Linked DNA regions of Rattus norvegicus: region 2 is linked to region 1. Evidence: chromatin contacts called from public Hi-C data. All regions are on one chromosome and are shown on one strand. The core of a region is the stretch at or near the end of the contact, and the rest is flanking DNA. Distances in the headings are between cores, read along the strand shown.

Region 1 (3,595 bases), core at 653-3,152:
GCTGTCAAAGCCCCCCTGAGCACGGAGCATCTTATCCACTTCTGCAGTAGCTGCTTCCGTCTGAGGTGTAAAATAATGAAGATGCTTTCCGAGTTGCTTGTGTCTGTCTCTCCTAGCGCGGAAATGGCACGGCTTTCGGGTTTGCTTCGAGTTTCTAATGTTGTTTTTGGGCGGGCGTTTGTAGCCAGCCTGTCTCGGTCAGCCTTCCTGTCTCAGAGGTACTATGAAGACTTAGATGAAGGCAGCTCCGCGTCGTCCGTAGCTCACCCTCTGGAGGGAGAAGATGCCCGGCCGACGCCGACCTGCAGAGAGGAGGAGGCTGTGGTCCCAGTCCCTCGGCATGCCCCCGTGGTCCGCACACCTTCTGTCCAACCCAGTCTCCTGCCTCAGGCGATGCCTTTTGCAAAGCCTCACCTGATTCATAGTTCTTCACCTGCTGCGATGAGCTCTTCAAGTAAGTCGCCAGTTTGAACCTGCCCATGGAGGACTAGCTGGAGAGCTGCATGTCCCTGTCATAGTGTCACTCACTGAGGCCATCTGTATGGTGTGCTCACTGTGGCAGGGCGCTGTGAGGGCTGTGTGTCACAGTGACCTCTAGCAAAGACACAGAGTAAAGTACAGGAATGAAGCCATTTTACAGAACAGTTTTCTTCCCTGTTAGGTCTCTACTGAGGGGACTCACCAGGGCTTAGACTTCAGACCACTGAGTTCCCATTCATTTCTGCTAGTATACCAAAAATTAGAAGAACTGGTTCAAAAGGTATAGGTTCTCTTGAAGTGGTTGGTAAGGCTCCTATGAAATAAAAGCCTCTGAGGGTCCATACTATAACAGCTTAACTCCAGCATACATCCTCTTCGCTTTGTTAACATAGGTAAGGAGGGGTGTTTGCTCAGTGTAAAACATGTGTACTCATGTCCTCCCGTCAGCAGCTGTGGGGCATCTGGCTCAGCTCACCAGCTCCTGTGACCCATGTCATAGTCACTCTCTGGGGCCATCTGCATTGTGTGCTCACTGCTGCGGGACACGGTCAGGGCCTTGTGCCATAGTGACTTCTAGCAGACACACAGGAGTGAGGTACTGGGACAAATCTACTTTATAGGAAATCAGGTTCTATGTTGCTCTAAATGTTCTCTGTAACACTAAAAAAAAATTTGAAAATTTTGTTTAATTTTAATATAAAATTTTCAGATTTTAGCATCTTTTTTTTTTTTTTACAACCCAACAGAATTTACCATTTAAACTTTCCTATGTCCTTCAATGACCCCGTTTTTCTGATAATTTTTCTTTTCATCTTAGTCTCTACGTCAGCTACCAAAGTTATTCCTCAAGGAGCCGACACCACAATGCTGGCAACTAAAACGGTAAAGCATGGTGCACCAGGTCCTTCCCACACTGTCGCAGCTCCCCAGGCAGCGGCTGCTGCAGCCCTGAGACGGCAGATGGCCAGTCAGGCGCCAGGTAAAGACTACAGCCCATTTCTAGGAGACAGTATGAGCTGCCCAGGTCACGGGCCTGGGCTTTGGGGTGGTTGACAAATGGCTTTCTTGCCACTTCTTAGAAGAGAAGGCTAGCTGATGGCCTTCATCCCTGTGAGGAGAGCTCCCAAGAGGCAAGACCAGGTCTCAAGTTTTTTAATTTGAAGAAGATGGCACTAATAGTGGTATTAGCTGTGCTGCCACATTTAGTTTTATGGAAAATTGGTGAATTTTGATGCTGATTTTCCTACATTTGATTGAGAATCTCTGCTTCACTCCTAACCTGATCTTGGAAAACCGACCGTCTGACATCATAAGAACAGTACTTTCAGGTTTCCAGGCACTGGGAGGGTGGCTGCACTCCTACTGTGCCTATTTTTGTTGTAGTACTGAGTCAGTCAGCAGAGAAAGTTAGCCAAGCAGTATATGCCAGAGCTCTACCTTTCCAAATGGCTGTTCTGCCCTGACATTGTCACTGGCTTTAGTTAAGACCGTGACATAGCTAGTCAGGATTTAGGTTGAGGGAATGGGACTCAGGGCTAGTTGTCACTGCTTGTCAGTTTGGCAAATGGTTCTCACTCAGGCTGGTCATCTTTCCAGCTGGCCCAAAAACAGCTGTAGAGTTGCTGGCGAGGAACGTTAAAGAAGAATCTTAAAACAAAACACCCCACAAGGACAGGTTATCTAGTCCCCAAATGGGAAGAGTGCCAAGGCTGAAAGCTATTAGTGCCAAATGTTTTCACTTGAGACTTCCAAGACATAGCCAACTCACAGAGCTAGGGAAGAACTGTTAGCCAGATGGAGTGAGTGCCTCTGACCTGTGATCCTAGCACTCGGGGGCTGACTGAAGCAGACTGTTACAAGTCCACAGCCAAATGGGGATGTATTGTGAACTTGGAGTGAAACCTCGTCTCAAAAAAAAAAAAAAAAACATAAACAAAAGAAACTAAAAGCCATTAAATAGCAGTAAATCAAGTTTAACTATAACCTTAAAGTACCTAAAACACATAATAAAAACTAAATGCAAGATAACTCTTAAGTTACATTTACGTTTTCAAAACACATGTCTTTGATAGTCTCCTTATTTCCTAGACAGATAGGATCTTGACATCATGCTGATCAGGTCCCTTGTTTAGCTGATTATTTAAAAAAAAAAATTCAGGTTTGTCAGGATTTAGGATGGTGGAAACACTGACCTTCACACTGTCTCCTGGAGCAAGTTTTTAAGCTGGAGACACTTGCACATGTTAAGATGAATTGTGGACAGTTTGGGGTGTCCTCCCAGTTCTGCTGCTGGAGAAGGAAGTGAGTTTTCCCAGAGATCCACAGGCTGCCTGGGATTTGCTCAGGGGAGACGAGGGCTTTGCTCGGGCTTTTCGAGTTGTTAATAATAATGTCATTAAAGGTCATAAAGTATGATGGAAAAGTAAGACAAAAAGGATCAGAAGGCTGCTGGTGGGGGCCCTGTGGGAGCACTGGGGAGGTGGAGTCAGCTGTATCTCTGGACATGAGTCTGTCCTGCGCTCCTTTAAGCGGCTTCTGTGTCCACACATTTACCCAGAACCTGGCGTATCATAAGCCCGTGGGAAAGGAGGACGGGTGAATAAATGGCATCAGCCCTGAGCTGAACACTGTTAATCCTCTGGGTGTTGCCACCCCTTTCAAGATGAGCCAACACTGTGACAGGTATCTGTGTTCTGCTGCAGAAGCTGGCCAGGGAACTGTTCCTCTAGGATGTCGAGAAGTCGACTCCTTGGCCTCTGTAATAGCCAGGTGTTCTGTTGGCTGCACTGCTGACTAGATTTCCTTCCTCTGAGGTCGCTGTCTAGAGGTTATGGCCTGGGCATTAATTTTTATAGAGGAGCGTTTTTTAATCCTCTCCAGGAGTTAATGTGGTTCTCTCTCCACTGTTTCCATAGCTGTGAGCACTCTGACCGAATCCACTTTGAAGAATGTCCCTCAAGTGGTGAATGTACAGGAACTGAAGAGTAACCCCTCACCCCCTTCTGCGGCCATGGGGTATGTTCTGACTCTGCTGTGTAGCATCCCACAGTTTGCTATGGAGGCAGTCTGTCACAGCTTTTATAGAGCTCCGCACTATGAAGGATGGGGCAGCCAC
Region 2 (3,595 bases), core at 675-3,174, 120 kb after region 1:
TCGTCCCAGGCTCTCGGGGATGTGTGGGACTCATTGATAAGGGTTCTCTGCAGGGGCCTTGGAGCTGAAGCCGTGCTACGGACCAGAGCTGAGAAAGGGTCTCAGACCTGGGTCCCATGGGGGCTTAGCATAGGCTATGTCTTGTGGTGTAGGAGGAGGGGGAGGAAGGAAAGGCCCTCAGAGTGTCCCAGAGGCCAGGAGGAACATGCCAGGTGTATGCAGCCTCTAACCCTTGGTCAAATCCTACAGATACCACAGGGAAGGACTGAGTTACGCAACCCATGATTTGCTGGGCCTGGTGGTACCGGCCTGAAATCGCAGCACTTGGACAGCAGAGGCAGCATGAGCTCATGTTTGAGACTATCTTGAGCTACACAGTGAGCCTGGTGTGGTGTTGCACACCGGAGGTAGAAGCAGGCGGATCTCTGTGAGTTCGAGGCCAGCCTGGCCTACAAATAGAGATCAGGGAAGCCAGAGCTAGTCACACTGTTTTATCCCCAGCACTTCATAAAGCAGCTTCTCAGGATCTGGAGGTCAGAGGGTCAGAAGTTCAATCATCCTTGGCCACAGAGTGGATTTGTAGTCAGTCTAGGTTACAGAAATAATAATTATTACTATTTTTACCATTATCAAGATGGTGGTGACGGTGGTGGTGGTGATGGTGGTGGTGATGGTGATGATGGTGATGGTGGTGATGGTGATGATGGTGATGGTGGTGATGGTGATGATGGTGGTGGTGGTGATGGTGGTGGTGATGGTGATGATGGTGATGGTGGTGATGGTGATGATGGTGATGGTGGTGATGGTGATGATGATGGTGATGGTGGTGATGGTGATGATGATGGTGATGGTGGTGATGGTGATGATGATGATGATGATGGTGATGGTGGTGATGATGGTGATGATGGTGATGGTGGTGATGATGGTGATGGTGGTGATGGTGATGATGAATGGATGGATATGTGAGTATCAGCTCCAGAATCAGTTCAGGCTTGAGCTCAAAACCATCTCTCATCCCTTAGGAGCAGATGGCTTTGTCTTGTAGGTGTCCGTGTCTCCATTCTGAGGAGACAGTAGGTATGGGTTTTATGCTCAAGATGGAATCTAGTGGCCCCCAAAACTCTCAGCAGATAGCCTTCACAGCATGATGCTGGAATGTTGATGGCCAGGTGGCCAAGGAGTGAGCCTGTTCTTACAAAGTCATGAGCAAGCCTACGACAGCTATGCCAGAAAGGTGGCAGAGGCCTGGGGAGGCTCCTGGAGTCTGGGACAGGAAAGGTTACAGAGGCCACAGAGCCAGAGCCGAGAGCCTCTGTCTGAGGTATCTGGACCCTCAGTCCTTCCTCTCATCTGCCTCTTCACTGTCATAGCTGGCCCCATGTGGGTGCCTTGCCCCATCAGCCAGTGCCTACCCAGATTAACCAGGTCCCTGGAAGCTAATGCTACATGGGTGCCTTCGATAGCTTAAACACGGGGCTCCTAGTAGAGTCCACTTGACTGTGACTGGGGCCTTGTGTAGGCAGATGATGAGCTGACTAGTAGGAGCCCTGGCTTCCCAGATGGGCACACAGCGGGCCCTCCCCAAAGCCATTTTTAGAATAATCCTTGTAGCTCAGCACCAGAGCATTTAACTCTCTCTGAGGACAGCCCCAAGTTGGGCACTGGCTGCCACTTACCATAGAGGGTTCAGCCTGAGGTGGACAGTGCAGGTGGGAGGGAGGAAACACTGGAGTCAAGAGTGTTCCTGCTACCAAGACATACCCTGCTATGTCTTGTGATTTTGCAACTCAAGAGCCCCCTGACTCAGCAGTGTATTAATAACCCTGGCTGGTTCCCAGGGGACCAGCTCTGCCAGGGGCCAGTCAGAAAGGACTTCCAGACAGGAACTCCTTGTATCCATGGCTAATCCCACACCTCCTGGCTGCTTCCTCATTTCTCCCCTCCCCCAACTCCCTGCTGCCCCAGAGCCCACCTTCTCTACAAGGAATCTTAGGGATAGACCTCCCTCCCCACCCTTAAGCAGTCCCTTATAGCTCTCCAGGCTTAAGAGAGCCACCTGAAAGGGAGCTGGGAGAGAAGACGGGACAGCGGTGGAGGAGAGGACAACATCTGGGCTGTTAAGCCAGAGCCACGTTCAGCCCCAGCCTCTGGTTTCTGTTGTGGCCACCTGCAAGTTCCCACTTAATAACGTTGGACTTTTGTTTCTTGCTGTAAAGTGGGCATCTTACTGGGGCTTCTCATTTCTGGGTTTGCTGTGAGGACAAAATGTAGTAGTTGTCACAAAGAGCAAGTCTTGGGACTGACATCTTGTCATCCCTGTAACCGCATCTCTGGGTCTCCACATACCTTGTAGGCAGCACATTCTAGACTGAGTTTCCGTCTTCCTGCGCCCTCTAGTGTTTACAAGCTGTTGTTGCAGCAGGATCGATCTTCGTGGACTCATGCCTGTTTCTTTTTTCGTTTTTGGTTTCTTTGGGTTTTTCCTTCCCTCTCTTCCTCCTTTCATTCTCTTTCCTTTTTTTCTGCTTGTTTTTTTTGAGACAGGATCTTTTGTAGCCCAGACTGGCCTGCAATTCTCTATTTAGCTGAAAGTAACCCTCCCTCCTCCTCCCCAGTACTAGAATCATAGGATAAGCAAATATGCCCCCTCCTTTCTGGAGCTCAAACTGGTTCTCCCATCCTTGGGGTGAGCCCTGGCTTTTTGGGTGCTGGGGATGGAAGCCTGGGCTCCCTGCATGCTAGGACAGTTCTTTCAACTGAATACAATCTTTAGCCCCCATCAGGTATCCTTTCTGATCCAAGCCTCTGTAGCAAAGCAGACTACAAATGGAGACAGGGGTCCCCTCCCCCTTCCCTTTGGATGCTCAAAAAGACCGGACAGAATGATTTGGGTACTTGTGAGCTAAGCCCTGGGATCTGGACTCAATGTGGGACAAACCACAAGGTCTCTGAACTCCTGAGTCTTTATCTGCAAAGAGGCCCTGAGACCTTGTGGGGAGGTGTTGGAGAGAGGGACTGGAGGACCCAGGAGGAGGCAGCCAGAGAGACCACAGCTGATAAACAAGAGTAGAGGAGGGCTCTTGAAAGATCTAAGAGGGTATAAAGCCCATGAAGGTCAAAGTTATCCAGGCTGGTGGGGAGCCAGGCACAGAAGGCTAAGTGTCACTATGACTGCAGTAGGGTGCAGAGCAATGATCCCAGGTTGCGGGGCCATATGGACCAGTGTCCCATCCAAGCCCAGCCCATCAGCCAGTATCCTTGTGGCCTGATGCTAACCTCAGTTTTTCCCATCTGCAGCATTAGCCAGGGCTAGCCCTCAGTCTGTTTACGAGGCACAGACCTCCAGCTAGCCCTGGCATAGGGTTCCTGAAGAGCTCTCATACCCTCCAGCCCGGCCATGAGCATCCATCCTGACCTCAGCCAGGGTATGCAGTAGAGACATGATGGATGGAGTTTTGCCCCGAGGATGTGATGTGAAAACTTAGCCTGTCTGTCTCTCTTAGCTTACAGAGGGTTAACAGTTGAGTTGTGCTCCCCATAAAGTATTGATGTGTTGGGACCTAACCATAGGCCCTCAGATATGACATTATGAAGC

The links. A called contact is a pair of places that touch in the nucleus more often than the background predicts.
Region 2: a contact with region 1 is called in a Hi-C map of liver, with 4 times the contacts expected there. The contact joins two enhancer-like sites. A contact is called at or near these places in 4 of 12 Hi-C or Micro-C datasets (the Rat2 cell line, liver and psoas muscle).

Annotation. Positions count from the first base shown.
Region 1 is chr3:35,693,054-35,696,648 of GRCr8, forward strand. Nup214 (nucleoporin 214) reads left to right here. Exons shown (of 36, transcript NM_001168559.1): 22 at 185-454; 23 at 1,298-1,459; 24 at 3,396-3,495. Among named protein-coding and RNA genes, the nearest start is that of Nup214, 42 kb to the left of the region's middle. Within about 2 kb of position 1,903, at least 8 of the 93 cell types and tissues checked have an H3K27ac peak or open chromatin away from gene starts, as enhancers often do.
Region 2 is chr3:35,811,802-35,815,396 of GRCr8, forward strand. No RefSeq gene overlaps it. Among named protein-coding and RNA genes, the nearest start is that of Plpp7, 31 kb to the left of the region's middle. Within about 2 kb of position 1,925, at least 5 of the 93 cell types and tissues checked have an H3K27ac peak or open chromatin away from gene starts, as enhancers often do.